2 separate regions of the Sus scrofa genome follow, and region 2 is linked to region 1. A link is a contact called in public Hi-C data. All regions are on one chromosome and are shown on one strand. The core of a region is the stretch at or near the end of the contact, and the rest is flanking DNA. Distances in the headings are between cores, read along the strand shown. Region 1 overlaps GALNTL5 (inactive polypeptide N-acetylgalactosaminyltransferase-like protein 5). Region 2 has its middle 20 kb from the start of SMKR1.

Evidence for each region. A called contact is a pair of places that touch in the nucleus more often than the background predicts.
Region 2: a Hi-C map of retroperitoneal adipose tissue shows a contact between it and region 1, with 7 times the contacts expected there. The contact joins two enhancer-like sites. A contact is called at or near these places in 5 of 47 Hi-C or Micro-C datasets (liver, mesenteric adipose tissue, omental adipose tissue and 2 more).

What each region holds. Positions count from the first base shown.
Region 1 is chr18:5,452,653-5,457,557 of Sscrofa11.1, reverse strand. The region is part of intron 1 of GALNTL5 (inactive polypeptide N-acetylgalactosaminyltransferase-like protein 5); the gene reads left to right. Among named protein-coding and RNA genes, the nearest start is that of GALNTL5, 20 kb to the left of the region's middle. Within about 2 kb of position 2,892, at least 7 of the 83 cell types and tissues checked have an H3K27ac peak or open chromatin away from gene starts, as enhancers often do. A contact at or near this core is called in retroperitoneal adipose tissue, where this site is marked.
Region 2 is chr18:19,177,553-19,182,457 of Sscrofa11.1, reverse strand. No RefSeq gene overlaps it. Among named protein-coding and RNA genes, the nearest start is that of SMKR1, 20 kb to the left of the region's middle. Within about 2 kb of position 2,072, at least 18 of the 83 cell types and tissues checked have an H3K27ac peak or open chromatin away from gene starts, as enhancers often do. A contact at or near this core is called in retroperitoneal adipose tissue, where this site is marked.

The DNA of each region.
Region 1 (4,905 bases), core at 1,643-4,142:
GTGTTTGTTGAATGAATGAATGAATGAATGTGATACAGACCAAGAGCTATGTGGGATCAGGAAGGGAGGAGGGAGGCCTGGGTTAGGTTCCACAAGTATTGTTACTAATTTTTGGTGCTCAGTGTGCTTCATGGTGACTGGAGCTGAACGTGGAAGGAAGAGTAAGATTTAATAATAACAGTAATCGTGGAGTTCCCGTCGTGGCTCAGTGGTTAACGAATCCAACCAGGAATCATGAGGTTGTGGGTTCGATCCCTGGCCTTGCTCTGTGGGTTAAGGATCTGGCATTGCCGTGAGTTGTGGTGTAGGTCACAGACGAGGCTCAGATCCCGTGTTGCTGTGGCTCTGGTGTAGGCCGGCGGCTGCAGTTCCGCTTAGACCCCTAGCCTGGGAACCTCCTTATGCTGCAGAAGCGCCCCTAGAAAAGGCAAAAAGACAAAATGATAATAACAACAACAATAACAGTAGTAGTATATTTGGGACAAACCATAAGACTTGTGAAATCTTCGGAACTCTTTCTTCAAGCTCTGCTCTTGGGTAGAGTGAGGACGAGCCCTGGAGAAGCTAAACCCAAGGTCAGGTCAGGAAGTTGGGGGATCAGTGACTGGGATTTGAAATGGAGCTGGAGAGGCAGGGGCACAGGCTCCTGGGACGTCTAGGCACTGTGGCAAACTGGTAGGCCCCTGTCATAAGCCACCCTCAGTAGCAAATTCTCCCCATTTCTTCCCTTGGCCCCAGCCAAGAAGATGAAAAGTGGTTTACACCGAGGGTCGTAATTCCTATCAGCCTGAAAGTGTTTCTCATGCATGTACTGTCTTGAAAGAAAAGCTTTTGTGGGGGGAGGAAACAAAAGACGTGACGATCAATGGCTGGTGACTGGGCCATCAGTCCCATTTCTAGTAGCGCCATGGTAATTGTGCATTGCCATGGCAACCACTCCAGCTAAGCGAAGTCCATCAGAGGCAGACATGCTGTATGCACTTTTCTTTTTTTTTTTTTTTTTTTTGTCTTTTTAGGGCCACATCCGCGGCATATGGAGGTTCCCAGGCTAGGGGTCGAATCAAGAGTTGCAGCTGCTGGCCACAGCCACAGCCACTCGGGATCTGAGCCGCATCTGTGACCTGCACCACAGCTCATGGCAGTGCCAGATCCTTAACCCACTGGGCGAGGTCCGGGATCGAACCCTCGTCCTTATGGATACTAGTCAGGTTCGTTAACTGCTGAGTCATGACAGGAACTCCTGTATGGACTTTTCAACCCCAGCCCCAGATGTTGAAACCACAGGTTTTGGTGTCAGGATCCCAAGTAGAAGGCCACAGCGCCCCCTTCAGGAATGGGAGGGCACGGGGCGCACTCGCGCGCCTGCTCAAAAACCTAAACGCAGCCTGGATTGCATCACTGCATCCCTCGCTTCCGCCCGTCCTGTCTTCTCTCCCTACTTCCCCACGTCCACACCACTTGTTTTTGCCAAATCCGATTACTCATAATTCTCAAAATGCACTGGGGAGAACAGCATGTAGGCAAGAAACGGGAATGAAACAGCATGGAATGTTCTGGAAACTGCAGCAGGTTTGGTTTGGACCGTAGAGACCTCAGGGTGCAGGCTGCGGAGGAAGGACTTTGAGGGCCTGTTGGCACTGCCCACGCAGCTCTCTTTCCCACCGGGCGAGGTCTGGGGCAAGTTCCTTAACCATCGAAGCCTGCTTTCCTCCTCTGTGGGGCGAGGCCGTAGCACTGCCTTGCACATCTGTGCTGGGAACTATGTGAGGTGAGTGTGTGCAGGTGTCTGGCACAGAAGCAGACAGCAGGTGCTGCGAACACAGTGGAGCTAAGAAATGGCGAGTTGGGTTTTGTCTGATGACTGGTGACCCCCGAGACGAGTTGCTGCCGCTCTCAATCCCATTTTACAGGTGACAAAACTAAGGCACGCATAGGAGGCCGAGCTGGTTTTAAACCCAAGCTCTTAACCACTGTAGTGGTTGTTCTTCCTCCAGCAGAACCGAGCCGGAAAGGAATGGCCTGCAAGATGAAGGCAACATCAGGGACCGCGGGAAAAGAATGGTACCCAGAGAAAAACTGGACCTGGCTTTGCCTCCATTGCAGTGGCTAAGATGCTGAGAAAAGAACTTAAGGGCTCAGCATACTCATCGATAGGACTTCTGTGGCAAGAGTAGCCCCCTCAGCCCGTTCCAAAGCCCAGGCACCCCTCCCTGTGCCAGGGGCTTTGCGAAAAGGCCCATCTATAGCCTCCTGCAGGCTGCAGCGCCTGATAGAGGGCTCCCAACACTGCCCAGTCCTCTGGCGGAGAGAGGCAGGCCGGTCCTGGCGTTGGGACTCAGGGCTGCCCACTCATCCACATCCGACAGAGCAGTGTGTCCAGAAACCCGAGCACAGAGGTCGGGGACCTGGGCTGCAGTGTGAGAATCCTTAGCAGCTACATGGACTGTGGGGGACCAGCTCAGTCAGGGCCCTCCGCCCGGATTTCAGCCAGAGGGAATTTAATACAGAGCATCAAACCCCAGGGTCCCCACAGAGCTGCATGGCTGGAATCCAATGGCAGGAGAGATGGTTTGAGGAGGTGCTACCAGAAGCCCCCACAACAGGGCCATCTGAATCTCGCTCGGCCATCAAAGGAGGGCTGTTCAGTGAGAGTGGAGCCCAGGAGGCCACGGAGCCTCTTCCAAGGACACCCCAGGAGGCAGAGAACCAGAGGGAGAAACATTCTGGCCTCCCCTTGCCTCTAGCCTCTACTCCACCTCCAGCCCAGAGTCCAGGCAGCCTGGGAGAGGTCTCACAGGCCCCACAGGGAGGGCAAGGATGGAGGGAAGCAGTGGTGGCTGAGGGGCACGCCCTTAATCCTACCGGAATAGTTCTGGGTTATCTGGAATAATCTAATTGGAAAGACACTGTCTTGCTGTCCCCATAAACTGTTGACATTTCCTGGACGTTTGAAAAGCTGTCCTTCTTAGGTACCAACATCAGATTTGTCTACTTGCTCAGTGGGACCTGACCCCAAAGTCCAGCTCTAGAGACTTTATCTGAACAAAATCCAGCATTCTTCCCCAAATAAAAAAAAAAAATCCATAGTGAAACAACAAACAAATGTTATTTCCTTAACATGACAAAAAAAAAAAAAATACCTAACAAAATCGTTGGAACAAGAAGTATTCTTACTGAGTTCTGAATGGACCAAGAATTATACATATTGAAAAGGAGACAAGAATTTGATAAAATAATCACCCACCTAGAAAACAAAATTGACAGAAAATGCTTAAAACTAGTAAGATAATTCCCTAAAGTGACTGGAAGATAAATATTCAAAACTTAGGAGTTCTCGTTGTGACTCAGTGGTAATGAACCCAGCTAGGACGCCGGTTCGATCCCTGGCCTTGCTCAGTGGGTTAAGGATCCAGCGTTGCCATGCGCTGGGGTGTAGGTTGGTGGCTACAGCTCCAATTAGACCCCTAACCTGGGAACCTCCATATGCTGCGGGTGTGGCCCTAAAAAGATTTAAAAAAAAAAAAGTAATTCTCTTCTCATATAATCACAATAACAAGCTGAAAAACTAAAGGAAAGAAAGATGTAATTAGGAAAAAATGGACGCACAGCTCGTACATAAAGGAAAGGACAGAGAGTTCCACGGGGGTGCAGCAGGTTAAGGATCTGGCATTGTTACTGCTTCGGCTGCGGTCACTGCTGTGGCACAGGTCCAATCTCTGGCCTGCGGAACTTCCACATGCCGTGGGTGTGGCCGCAAAAGAAAAAAAAAAAAGAAAGAACAAAACCTCAGTGTGAGACTCGAAGAAGTGAGTGAAGGGCAGTCATATATGCGGAAACGAAATAAAGCCATCGTCACCTCCCAGAGGGCTGTGAACGGAATCTCATCCATCACCCTCCCAGAATTTTCAAAAATTGACATGAGTCCTTTTAAAATTCCTCCAGGGAATAATAAATATAGGTTTGGGGGCCCAAACTGTGTCATGTGTCTTTAGCAGATGGTGCATGATTTACACCGTGTGACAGTGAGAGCAACGTGGTAATGGGACCACTGGAGCAGGCAGGTCAGTGAAACTCCAGGCGGTTATTTACATAATTTATGCAGCAAGGTGGTCGGGAAGGTTCCACTGGCTGCAGTCATCAAAGCACCTCCACAGGCTAAAGCTGCTTCTCCAGTTCCTTCCAAGATGAATGATGGGTCTGGGAAGGAAGGCGAGGACAGGAAACATCTGGGTCCCAGGCAGGTGAAAGGGACATCCCGGCAGGAACTCATGCTGTGCTCTTCCTTTAAAATTAAACGGCGGCAGGACCGCTGAAAAGGCATCATCAGCTCTGCACCCTGCCTCTCAGAAGGGTCTGCATTTTGACAAGCCTGCAGCTGCACTGTGGAGAACCGTTGGGGAGTAGGGTCTGCCCCTGAGCCCCAGGCCACCCTCATTGCTTTGCTGGTGTTTTTTGAAGCCTGTCTCTCAGGCATATTCCCAGGCCAGATACTACAGATACTAAGTGGTATTAGGAGACTGAGAAAAAAGCATTTTCAGAAAGAATTTTAAATACACACTTCCCGTAAATTGCCTGTAATATTTCAGATCTGCTCCAGGGAAAGCTGTCATGAAAGCTTTGAGTAATGAGCCACCATCACTTAGATAACTGTTGAGTGCTCTGTTAATACGAGATCGCTGGTCTCCATATTTAGCCCTTTAAAAACTGGCACCAGATCCTTCTCTCTTGGAGCAATCATTGAATATCCAACCTTGGGAATTGGATCCGTTATAAAAGTAGAGCATCCTAACCTTGAAAAGCCCCCAGAGATGTGCAGAATGGAGGCAAATACCTAAGAATCAGTTTTTAAAGCAATTTTAAATAGTTGCTCTCGAGAAAAAGTTGGGAGAAGATAGCTTTTTTTTT
Region 2 (4,905 bases), core at 823-3,322, about 14 Mb before region 1:
GGACATTCTCATTTATAACCACAATAGGATTATCATGGTCAAGAAATTGACTTCAATTCAGTATAATTTTATAGTTGTTACTCATTTTCTCCTAATGAATTTTTTCCCAGTGAGCTAGATTATTTTTTGACCAGTGATTTAATCAAGGATCACACATTGTGTTTAGCCACTGTGTTTTTGTGGTCTCCATTAATCTGAAACAGTTTCCTCCTGTGCAGGGCAGGGGAATTTTTTTGCATTTTTAGGGCCACATGTGTGGCATATGGAAGTTCCTAGGCTAGGGGTCAAATTGGAGGTGCAGCTGTAGGCCTACTCCACAGCTCATGGAAACACAGGATACTTAACCCACTGAGTGAGGCCAGGGATCAAACCCATGTCCTCATGGATCCTAGTCAGGTTTGTTACCACTGAGCCGCAATGGAAACTCCCATGTTGACATTTTTTTAAGTCTAGCAGCAGTTGTTTTGTTGAATGTCTTCTTTTAATCCATCACATTCAACTTCTGCCTCCACTGCTCCAGTGAAATTGCTTGATAACTGTCATTGTTGCATTAATTCTACAATTCTACAGATTGCAAACTAGGAGTTCCCATTGTGGCTCAGTGGTTAACGAATCTGACCAGGAACCATGAGGTTGCAGGTTCGATCCCTGGCCTTGCTCAGTGGGTTAAGGATCCGGTGTTGCTGTGAGCTATGGTGTAGGTTGCAGACGCGGCTCGGATCCCACATCGCTGTGGCTCTGGCATAGGCGGGTGGCTACAGCTCTGATTAGACCCCTAGCCTGGGAACTCCATATGCCGTGGGTGCGGCCCTAGAGAAGGCAAAAAAGACAAAAAAATAAAAAAGGTTGCAAACCATAACATTATTTTATGTACCACTAAGAATGAGGTGGGAGGGGCTCACCTCAAATTAACAATGAAGTACCATTGGTTATATGATACATTGTGTTCAAATGTGAAAAAAAATATGTCTCTGAATGAATGGAATTTGGTAATTGCCAAAGCCAGTGTCCTGTTTGCCATCCACTCCCTTCTTCTCAAGTCTCTTTTCTCTGGGCTTTCTTGACACCATCCCTCTTGGCTCTCCTAGCTCAGCCTGTGCTTCCACATCTGGTTTTCGTTTTTGTTTTTTGTGTTTTTTTTGTTTGTTTTTCTAGGGCTGCACCCCCAGCATGTGGAGCTTCCCAGGCTAGGGGTCCAATCGGAGGTGTAGCTGCTGGTCTACACCACAGCCACAAACAACGTGGGATCTGAGCCACGTCTGTGACCTACACCACAGCTCATGACAACGCCGGATCCTTAACCCACTGAGCAAGGCCAGGGATTGAACCTGCGTCCTCATGATACTAGTCAGATTCGTTTCCCTTGAGCCACTTCGGGAACTCCCCATATCTGTTTTATTTCTCCTCTTCCTGTGGTCTCTATTTATACGCTGGTTCTCCCCTTGTGCCCCACTTTGGCTATGCTCTCTACCACTTCCGCTTCCTTCCCACCCCTACTCTCCCACCCTCCCTGACTGCACCAAGGTTGGGCACCTGGCTGTAAAACATGAGCGAAGTGAATCACACCTTCTCTCTGGGGGACGTCAGGCGGCCATGGAAAATTCAGGGAGATGCCCTGCAGGCATTCGGGAGTCAGGAGTCAGGGACCAGGGCTCCCTATAGAGCTATTGGTCGGGGTTGTAGGTTTAGAGGTACTCCAACGCAAGCTCATGGTTGGGGCCGAGAGCTCGTCAGGGTAGTGCAAAGAAAGGAGCACCGAGTTAGGAAGCTTGCGAACAGCCTCCTTTGATTTAGGGGTAGAAGGAAGAAAAAGAACTGTCACAGGTGGAGGAGGAGAGCAAGAGCCTGGAAGAAAGGGAGTCTGGGGGGAGCTGCACGCAGCAGCTGTCCGGGAGAATGAGGAAGGGAAGAGGGACCACGATCTGCTGGACAGGGGGCCCTCTTGGTCTCAGGCTCCTTGATAAACAGGAGTTGAGAGTAAACGTAGAAAGGAGGAACAGAGGCCTCCGCGGAGCGCACACCGTAACCGTAACCACGTGCTGTCACAATCCGAGTCTGCGCCCCGCCGCGCTGCGCACCTCCTCTTCGCCCCCTGGTGGTGGGAGGATGCAGCCTGCGTCCCTGAGCTGCGACAGCCGCGGCGATGCCACCTGCTTTGAAGCCTGCAGTGGCCAGAGGCTCCTGGAGGCAGGCTCCACATGCAGGCAAAGCCTCCGCTGCTGGGTTTGGGGGCTGTGTTGTGTTTTGTCTTGCGGATCAGGGCCAACTAAGGATTGATTTTTCTCCATACCTGACATTTCTTATCACACAAAAAAATCTGAGTTGGCTGCTGCTCTTTAAAAATACAGTTAAGGAAGTTCCTGGTGGTCTGGTGGTTAGGACTCAGCGCTTTCACTGCTGCAGCTAGGGTTCAATCCCTGGTCTGGGAACTGATCCTGCGTCAGGCTGCTGCACGTCTCTGCCAAAAAAAAAAGAGAGAGAGAGAGAGAAAAAGAAAAAAAAAATGCAGTTAGGATCACCTTACTCTTTTCCTCCGAACATTCCTCTGGTTTTGGGTTAAGGCCAAACTTCCCACTGTGGCCCAAAGCCAGGCCCCTGCCTGCCTCCCGGCCTCCTGGCATCCCAGCACTTCTCCATTCTGTTCTCAGCATCCCTGCTGCTCAAGTTCCCTTCTGCCTCAGGGATTTTGCTCCTGCTGTTCCCTCTGCCTGGAACACTGTTCTCCCTTTCAGCCGGCTAACTCCTCATCAGCCTTTAGGTGCAAGCTTTATGTCTCCCAGGAGAAGTCTCTCTGCCCTGGGGCCAAATTAGGTCTTTTGTTGTACAGTCTTCAGGGCCCTGTGCTTCTCCATGCTTTGACGATTGAACAGCTAATTGTACAGTTCGTTGTTTAATGGTTGTCTTCCTTGCTAGAAAGTAGCTCTCTGATAGCAGGGCTTGGTGGCTTATTGACCGCTTTCTTGTTCCCAGCTATACCGACAGCACCTTGGCACATAAACATTTGTTGAAGGATTTTTGTAACAAGCTAATTATGCTACAGTAGCAAATAAATTCCTGATCACAGTGGCTTAAAACAAGGTTTCTTATTAAGGCTGCAGTTCATGAAGGGCTGTCCCAAAGGTTTTTCTTTCTCCTTCAGGCTCTGTATCCATTGAGGGTAGCCTGGGGGTCTGCCCATGTCATCCTCATTCAGGGACCCAGACTTATGCAGCAGCCACCAAGTAAAATGTCACAGGTTGCTGGGCAGCAGGAAGGAAAGAAGGAAGTGGAAATTGCACACGGACCCTTAAAGTTTTCCCTGGAAATGATACAAGTCACTTCTCTCACTTTATTGGCCAAAGAAAGTCACATGGCCACACCTACCTTTGAGGGAGTGGGGAAACACAATGCCCAATGCACCCCAGAGGAAGACCAGAAATATTTGCTGGACAGCACTAGTAACTATTGTATTAGTATGTTACTTTGGTAATAAGTCAAAAGGACCCACAAACAGTTAAAAAGGAGACAAGGCTGAGAAACAAGTGGTATAGGAGTTTCCAGCTAAAGAAGAAATGTATCCTCAAATGCTGCATCCGTGCGCTCAGGTTTTGTTTACTGAGCCACCTGTAGAGGTATCCAAAGCCGTGAGGATACCTGAGTAAGCAAAATTCAGTTCAAAACTCTTCCTGTCTCTGATCTCATTTTCTTCTGCACCTCCAGCTTCTAGGGAAATGATTAAAATAAGATGACTTCTTAAATAATTTATTTTGATTAATGTTTAAATTTATCAAAGTGAAATTCATAATCCACAAATTACATTTGCATTGAGACTGTGTGCTTCTTGCTTTCCTATGTAAAAAGGAAAGTGAGGTTTTTTCCATTGCAAAAAATCCTCCAACCTTTTTTGTTTTTTATTTTGGCCATGGCATGTTTGATGTGGCATCTCAGTTCCCAGTCTGGGGTCTGAACCCAGGCCGCAATGGTGAAAGTGCTGAGTCCTAACCATCAGGCCACCTGTAGTAGTTTTTTTGTAGTTGTTGTTCAAAGGAAGAACAACAAGAGAAGAAGCCCAGGAAGTGTGAGCTCTGTGCTGTCTTCTTCCCTGGCTTCCCAGGGTCCTGGAGCCGTAGCGATGACCCATCCTAGGAACCCCCTCTGCCACCTGTGGCTACCACCAGGGCAGGTTCTGGCCCTCAAAAGCAGTGTTACCAAAGTTGGTCTCCTGGTAGGTTTTTTCCAGCTTCCCTTCTCCTTCCATGGCTACAGTAACGTCTGTCCACTCTGCCACGTGACAGCCTTTCACACCCTCGGAGACAGCTCCTTGTGAAGAGGAACACCTGGCCAAACACCCAATCCCTCTGACCATTTTAACTTGACCTGTCTTGGTCACCCTCTCCTGGAGGCTCCTCCATTGCCCTGTCATTAAGAGAGGGCATCCACATTTCACAGCCCAGTGGAACTGGGCCCTCCTAAAATCTGGACATAGGCCGTCCTTCCAGGCCAAGCTGACATGAGGCTTTTGGAATAGATTCGTTTTCCATTTAAATAGCTCAAGGCATGGTGCTGTCACTGTGGAAAACAGTTTGGCAGTTTCTCAAAAAGTTAAACATAGAATTACCATATGATCCAGCAATTCTACGTCTAGGTATGTGCCCAAAAGAATTGAAAGCAGAAAGCCAGTCAGATCTTTGACTCCCATGTTCATAGCAGCATTATTCACAGTGACCAAAAGATGGAAACAACCCGGTGTCCGTCAACAGATGAATGGATGGACAACTTGTGGTCCACACATACAATGGACTATTGGCCTGAAAAAGGAATGAAATTCTAACATTTGCAACAATGTGGATGAACCTCGAAGACCTTATGCTAAATGAAATAAGTCAGACGCAAGAGGACAAATACTGCATGTTCACTTACACGAGT